Regions from separate parts of the Zea mays genome. Here region 2 is linked to region 1. The links are chromatin contacts, called in public Hi-C maps. All regions are on one chromosome and are shown on one strand. Each heading gives the region's core, a stretch centred on a gene start, on an enhancer-like site or on the middle of the called end of the contact. The rest is flanking DNA. Distances are from core to core; before and after follow the strand shown. Region 1 holds the start of LOC100216797. Region 2 has its middle 120 kb from the start of LOC118472196.

Region 1 (3,915 bases), core at 1,050-3,549:
AGCTTGTTTATTAACTTTGAAGCGTCACCTCGCCTTATGTTTTATCCCCTAAAATATAAACAGGGGGTCCGCCGCCTTACCGCCTTAATAACTATGTTCTGCACACACTGAAATATACTACACTTGTCCTACAGTGTTGGTTATGTCTTTGACAATAATTTGCCATCCCTCAAACACCATTTATTCTGCTTACAAGTTAACAGTACTATTCCTGGTCTAGTTCAGGAGGTCTCTGACAATAATTGTGTCTATCGGAACGAGGTGCACCACACTGCTGGGGAGCGAACCCAGGTCTTGCAGGATGTAGCTTCTGATCCAACTCTTCCCAGAACCAAGACTGTCCGCTGCAATCTCTGTGGGCATGGAGAGGCTGTTTTCTTCCAGGTATTTTTCTTGTTTTGCCTTATCGCATTTTCATGTGATATTGTTATGCAATCTAAATAACTTGTTAAAAATAAATATGCCAAAATTCTGCACCTTGTTAATGTTAACGTTGGATCTTGCTTCCCTTTTTATTTTTGGCGTTGTCTATCCTAAATGTTGAGGCCGTCATGTATATCACTGACATGGGCATGTCCTCATTCACAAGTCAGGAGTCAGATCCCAAGAAAACGTGGCTTTGTATTATTGTTTGGTGCCAGAATATGGGTTCTCTTTTGTGCAGTAAATACTACTACCAAATGCCATTTGGAGATGCAGAGCGTATCGCTCATGTCTCTTTCTGTATTGTTCAAAATTACCGTGTTTACCGTTTCTACATCAAAGTGATATTTGTATTTCAGTAGTTGCAATTGATGGTACTGAACCTGCTTAAATGTTTTGAGACAAACTTAAGCCCAGCGCTTCTTTTTATCATTTGCAGGCCGCAGCAAGAGGGGAGGAGGGGATGACCCTGTGTCTTTGTGTGCTGTAGCCCTGATTGTGGTCATCGGTGGAGTGAATGATGCGATGAAATCTTTGCTCTAATAGTTGTTTCATCAGAGCATGAAACTTAACTTGTTTTGTAGTTTTCTTGGAACTATGTATTTCGAATCTGTCCTAAGATTAATGAGAGAATGTCTTTCCAATATTTTATTTAATTCTACGTATATAATTATAGAAATTGTTTCGGGCTGGCCCGGTTTTTGCACAGACCTGGTTTCCTCTGCCCATGCCTGGCCAACTTGAACAAAATACCATTTTACCTTTTTAACATCATGTTATGTTCTTAATTTATGCATAAGTTATTTTCCTCTCACCGCACTCACAAATCCAAACCAATTTTCTATTGGTCCATGACTGATTAAATTAATAGTAATTAATGGAAGGGACTTTGACCAGGCTTAGGTCATTTGCTTTGCTTGTCGGTGGAGATCAAGAAAGCAGAACCAAATAAATCCTCCAATCCACCAGACCACCCCCACCACCAGTGTATGGTAGAAATGCTAGGTCAACATATGATAGTGGCTCTAAGGACCACCCTTTAGCTGACAACTATGGTGCATTGGTATAATAGCTGGATATGAACATATGAGCTACATCGCTCATCAATGAAAGATGCAAAGCACTATATAGGTAAGATGGATTAGCAAATAATATTGTTTGACATTTAGGCTTTTATATTTTATATAATACACTATTAGGTGAGTGCCTGTGCGTTGCAGGCCTGTGTTTCTCTTTGATATCATTACGAACGCCTCGCGAATGTTGTCATCCATCTCATAATCGTATAACACATATGTATATATAAGTTATCGAGATATTATATGTTTCAGATGCAATGCACGGGTACTGACCTATCTTATATAATACACTAGGTGAGTGTCCGTGCGTCATAGGTCCAAGTTTCTCTTCGATGTCATCCCAGACAGCTCGCATATATGTCATCCTCTATCTCATAACTATATAACACATATGTGTATATATAAGTTATCGAGATATTATATGTTCCCGTTGCAACGCACGGGCACTGATCTAGGGGGTGTTTGGTTTGCCCCTGCTAAAATTTAGCCCCTATCACATCGAATGTTTGAACCTCCGTTCGGGGTATTAAATATAGTCGGATTATAAAACTAATTTCTCAGCCGAAGATTAAAAGACGAGACGAATCTAGTCCAGTTGGTTGGGTCTATATTTCATACTCCTATTTAAAAGTCAAACGCTTGATGTGACCCGGGCTAAACTTTAGCAGGAGCAACCAAACACCCCTAGTATGAATCGAAGGATTGACGAGGCCCTTCGATCAAGACGCAATCAACCAAGCCTTTCCCTTAATCTGTCCACCTCGACAGACACCTGGCCAACATCCCCTCCTGTTCTCGGGCGGTGGGCAAAGCTACAGCCACGTGCAAGGCACGCCGCGTAGGGGTTCTTCTTCCTCGGCTCCTCGCGCCGCACTACGCCGCATCGCGTCCTCGCTTGGTAGATATAGGGAAGGGATTCGGCGGGTGGTGGTGGCGGCGGCGGCGAGTGCGAACCAGTGGAGGAGGCACAAGACCCTCACGGGTTTTCTAGTAGTAGATACTAGATAGTGATAACCGATTTTCTCCTCTAGAATCCCACTCCCACTCGCGCACAATTACGCACTCAAAGCCCGGCCTCCCCCACCACTAGTCCACCACCGGGAAACTTTCCCCCGATCTGTCTTCTCGCCGTTCCGTCGGCATGCACGACATTGGCCTCTCCGCCCGCGCGGCCGGCGCGACGTCTTGCTCCTCCGCCGCCGCCGCCGCCGGGGACGGCGGCGACGAGTCCAAGACCCGGAAGGCGCACCCTAGCTTCGTCGTCTCCGCCTACACCCGCCTGCACTCCTCCCACCGCACCGTCGCCTCCCTGCTGCTCTTTCTCACCGTCGCCGTCGCTGCCTTCCTTGCGGGCCGCGCCCGCCCTAGCGTCGACTGCGCGCCGCCGCGCCTCGATGCGCGCTTCCTCGCCCTCCCCGACGCCGCCGCCGCCTCCGACTTTGGCTCCCTCGGCGTCCCCTGGTGTAAGCACTCGCGCCGCTGTTGCTTCCTTCATTCCTTTCGGGAGGGAGGGTTGCTTCGTTTCGAGAACTCTGTTTTTTTCTCCGTGCTATGCCAACCTAATCGATCCGTTTTGGGGATTGAGGAAAGAATAATCCTCACGTGCCAAGCCAATCAGCGTTCTCCAGTCTGAGTGTTTGATTATTCTGTTTCTTAGTGCTCTGCAATCTGCATAGGTAAATTTGCTTAGCCACTTCATATATTCATCTGAAATGCTGTCTGGTACTATCGTTTTAAACCTCACTCTTCACAATGGTTGATTTGTTAGTTTTATATATAATCTGCAAGGGCGGACTGGCTACATATAACCACTGATTTCTACTACCCAGTACATGGCATAAGTTGTTCAAAATTTTCTCCCTAACGTCAGTTTGTTGGCTGTAATGAACAGTTATTTATGTTAGTAAATTGTAGGTGCTGTGAATTCTGAAGTGAGTTTTTTCCCAATGATGCCACCCATAATTTCATTGGTGTCAGTTTATTCGATGCATTAGACTTACATTATATGGGATGCAGTATCTTATCTTTTTTCTCTGTCACAAAAGGCAGATCAAAAACAGGGAAGACTGTGGAATGGACGTCTAAAGACCTACTTAATGGATTGGAAGAATTTGTACCAATATATGAGACGCGCCCCATTAAGAATAACGTATATGGAATGGGCTTTGACCACAGTTTTGGGCTTTGGTTTATGGCTCGCTGGATTAAACCGGATTTGATGATTGAGAGTGGTGCTTTCAAGGGGCACTCTACTTGGGTTTTGCGGAAGGCCATGCCAAATACTAGGATTATATCACTCTCTCCTAGGCACCCTGAGAAATATCTTAAGAAAGGACCTGCATATGTTGATGGAAACTGCACTTACCTCGCTGGGAAGGATTTTGTTGATTTTGGAAGCATTGATTGGGGAAAG
Region 2 (3,915 bases), core at 809-3,308, 120 kb before region 1:
CTCTGCAGAGTGTAAAACTGGTATACTAGCCGTGCTCACGGTAATGAGCAGCTTGGACCCTCACATGATTAATTTATGAAACATAAATTCAATTTGTCATATGCATTGCATCGCAGGTGTTGTTATTACTTTTGTTTTACTACTTAATTGGGTTGCTATTTACTTATACTTAGTAATTGCTAATAAAATTTTGACCAACTTTAAAAGCAATGCTCAGCTTCAACCATCCTCTTTGGTAAGCCTTACACTTCACGTGAGCTCCCACCTTTGGCGAGTCATGCACATTATTCCCCACAACTTGTTGAGCTATGAACGTATGTGAGCTCACTCTTGATATCTCACACCCCCACATGTCAAGAACAGGTACCACAGGATGAGAAGCATGGAGGATGCTGTGACGAGTTCGTGAGTGGTCTAGGTCGTCGTCTCCCAGTCAACTTTGGGTTGCTAGACCGTTGTCTCCTTATAATGTAATTATTTATTTATTTTGTACAGAACTCCTATTATATAGTAAAGATGTGGCATTCGATCCAGTGCCATGATTCATCATATGTGTTAGACTTGGTCCTAGCACACCTGTTGATTATGTTCGCGCCCGGGCTTTGGACCCCTAAAACCCGGGTGTGACAATAACCGAGCAGCAATGACGATTCGAACCGATTATACCCAGCTAGGGATCTCTAACCACACAACATATGTAGCACTTAACCCTTGCATATGTCAACCGTTCCCATGGAGTTTTCCACTACATGAATAGGTCCGCGCCACCCGAGAGCTCATTACCCTACTAGGCGTGCTACTATGCTAGGAGGGTACATGCTACTCCCGCCATCTCTCCACTCCCAGTGCGCGATTGTCTCTTCACGTATGGAATAGCCGGGTTCAAGCTTACCCTGTCCCATACCAGGGTATGAGGCTAGTTGTAAAGTCTCAACCACAACAGGCCAGTCAACAGTACAGTCCTTAATCGACACAAACAGGCGACCTTGTCTGCTCAGCGTCTGGTCTCCATTTATTCAACCCATTTTCCCATTTTTGGTACCCAATAGGGGTACTCTTTTCGGATGATGAACCCATCCGGAGCCCTGATGGACTCAACATCATAAGTTTTCTTTCACTTTTGAATCAAATGCCCATAACCAATGTTACACATCATCCTTTTGAAAAACAAATGATTTTTGAGTTTCTGAACAGGACTAAGCAGTGATAATTCTTTTTATAAAATAGGAATTTAGGAATTTCCAAGTAATGGTAATGTATAAATTGTTTATCACACAACTCCTATCACCTAATGCATCATATCAGGTGATAAAGCATTTAAAACACAAGGAAGGGGCAAATGCACGAGGGCTTGCCTTATTACGAGAGGAATATGAGATCTTCTATCACGATACGCAGTTAGATGGAGTCCATCACTGGATCAATAGCACTGGAGCAGGTTCCTTCTTTAAAAAACCAATTCTTCTTCTTGGTGTTCTACATGAATGATATGAATATGAATATGAATGCTTGCTTATGCTAGGAATATGCAACTTGCAAAGGAGATAACACAGATTACTCCTAGACCAAACCTACAAGCTATAGGTACCAGGGAACTAAGCACTCTTAGAACTCATCTAACTATCCAAAACTTGCTAAACAACTTTATTCTTTACTAAGACATCAGGTGCTTTAACTACCGAGGGGTAAAACTCTTTTATTTTATTGAGCAATAATTAATTTGCTAAGCAAGTCTTGTCCAAACAGTTCCAAACTTTACCCAAGGGGTCATATGCTCAAGTTAAGCTTACACAATTTTTCCTATAATTTTTAGTGCTCTACTTTTATTATTAAAATTCACATAAGCTCATTTAAAGTACTTTTTATTCACCTAAAAATATCTAGCTGCTACACCTAACAAAATTTGACCTGAAATTTTATCATTTTTCTATGATATCTGGCTTAATTTCCAATCTCACAGACAAAAGAAAAGGCAAAATACTGAACAGTTCTGGGCCCTAAACCAGCCCAGACGGCCCGCGCAACAGGACAAGCTGGCCCATGGGCCATGGCCGGCAGTCCGTGCTGGCTCTTTTGCGCAAAATCCCTCGCAGCTTTGCCTAACCAACACGAGACCAAATCGGTATTTACGTGGGTCACTGACAGCAACACATAAGCCCTTCGGTTTTTCATCTTTTATAGAAACTCGGCCACAACTCCGCCGCGGGTAGCTCCGGTGAGCCCATGCTGGATTGGCCACGACGGCCCGACATAGCCTATGACAATGGCATCAGCACACCCATGAACCGAAGCAAACTCAGTCACGTGCTCAACCCAACCGCGGAGACTCTAGACCTGGATTACCGACCACCGCGCTTTAGAGCTTGAACGGAGGTTATGGGAAGCTTCAACGACTTGCGAGGATCTCGGTGCTCGCGTTAAGTCGATCGGGGACAACGTAGGTTAATGGGACCGCGTGGAAGCTATCCACGACGCCAAACCGAGATGTCGCAACCCCGTTCTATGCAACACGGAACAGTAGAGCTAAAAATTCCAACTGGGTGAGCTTCACTAACCTTTGGAGAGCACGGAACGAGAACCACATGAACAAGGGCAAATCGACCTGGGGATTGAGAGGGGAACTCAAACCGTAACACAAACTGCAGAGGTACCAAGGGACCAGCAAGAGCTCGAGAGCAGGGATCTCTTCACTAGATTGTGCCCTAAAGCAATAGACAAGAAGACAGAGCAGTGGTTCACTGAATTTGTTCAACACATGGTGGAGATAACTCTCAAGGTGCCAACATTGCATGGTGAATACACGTGGATGCCCAACACAAAATGCAGGTCACAACAAGCCCAACACACAAATATCCTTCCTGTCCCATACTAGAGACAGTGAACAAAATGGATAAGGACTCTACTGTTCACAGCCCCCCACAATAGTCCAAACCCTGGATATTTACAATATGGAGAGACCCCAGATTTTCAGGGATGTATCCCAATTCGAGCACATGGGTGGAGTACAACAGAGAGAGGATCTTATCCAGTTTCTAAAACCAAACTCTGAGGTTAAGTGAAAAGCACTGCAGCTCCATTCCACTCCTCACTGTTTAAGCCCTTGGATCTCACAATTCCCCTTAACAACAGACCAGACTTCCTTAACCAAAATTATTCTCCAAACCAAGCCCTATAACTTTGGTATAACACTCCAGGGCTAAAAACTTATTGAACAAAAACTATGATGCCCTAAAGTAGAGAAAAACCAACTGTTGACAGCTCAATCTCAATTGACTGAAACAGCCCATACCAAACTGCCATTGAGTTGTGTAACAGAATTTTCTCTAATTTCTTCCCACTAACAAGCCCAACTCTTTATATAAAAATCGTTCACCTTATAACAACCTCCAACATTTCTATGTACTTCTTAATCTACAACCTAATGGATTGGTCGCAAGAGTTCCCCAAACTAGGTACCAAACACTGAAGTTTAAGTTTCAGTTAACTGAATAAAATTCAGTCAGTCACTCTAAAAGGGAATGTTTGGGTGCAAATTACTCCCAGTTCTATGTAATACCAGGTCTCCCTTGCTTAATGAAACTTGTTCCTCTATACTTAGTCTCAAACTCTACTATATGGTTCATAGTCCAAAACCGAATAGAATGGGCACACTAGTGCTCTAAACAGGGCACCAATCGCTGAAATTCGGTTATCTGTTAACTGAACAAAGTGCAAACTGACAGTCCATTTTTGGGCAGCTTTAACTCCACTTTTTGTGTGTGATCAAGCCCAACTCACTTAAAGGGATTTGTTCACTATAACATGGTCCTAAACTCCTCTACATAAACCATGGTCCAAAACTGCATCGAACAGGCAGTTCACAGCCCCAAAACTGCACTAAAAATATTGATTTCAGATTCAGATACTATTCCCAAT

Evidence for each region. Hi-C and Micro-C count contacts between places; a contact is called where the count stands out from the background.
Region 2: a Hi-C map of leaf shows a contact between it and region 1, with 4 times the contacts expected there. The contact joins the enhancer-like site here to the promoter of LOC100216797 in region 1. A contact is called at or near these places in 6 of 25 Hi-C or Micro-C datasets (ear, leaf and tassel) and 1 of 3 datasets of contacts at active chromatin or transcription factors (leaf).

Annotation. Positions count from the first base shown.
Region 1 is chr6:82,234,830-82,238,744 of Zm-B73-REFERENCE-NAM-5.0, reverse strand. It overlaps LOC100216797, which reads left to right and starts at 2,299. Exons shown (of 4, transcript NM_001143196.1): 1 at 2,299-2,965; 2 at 3,548-3,915. The coding sequence starts at 2,644. LOC118472196 (a long non-coding RNA gene) reads left to right here and starts at 250. Exons shown (of 2, transcript XR_004850196.1): 1 at 250-384; 2 at 863-1,069.
Region 2 is chr6:82,356,529-82,360,443 of Zm-B73-REFERENCE-NAM-5.0, reverse strand. No RefSeq gene overlaps it. Among protein-coding and RNA genes, the nearest start is that of LOC118472196, 120 kb to the right of the region's middle. Within about 2 kb of position 2,058, at least 13 of the 20 cell types and tissues checked have an H3K27ac peak or open chromatin away from gene starts, as enhancers often do. A contact at or near this core is called in ear, leaf and tassel, where this site is marked.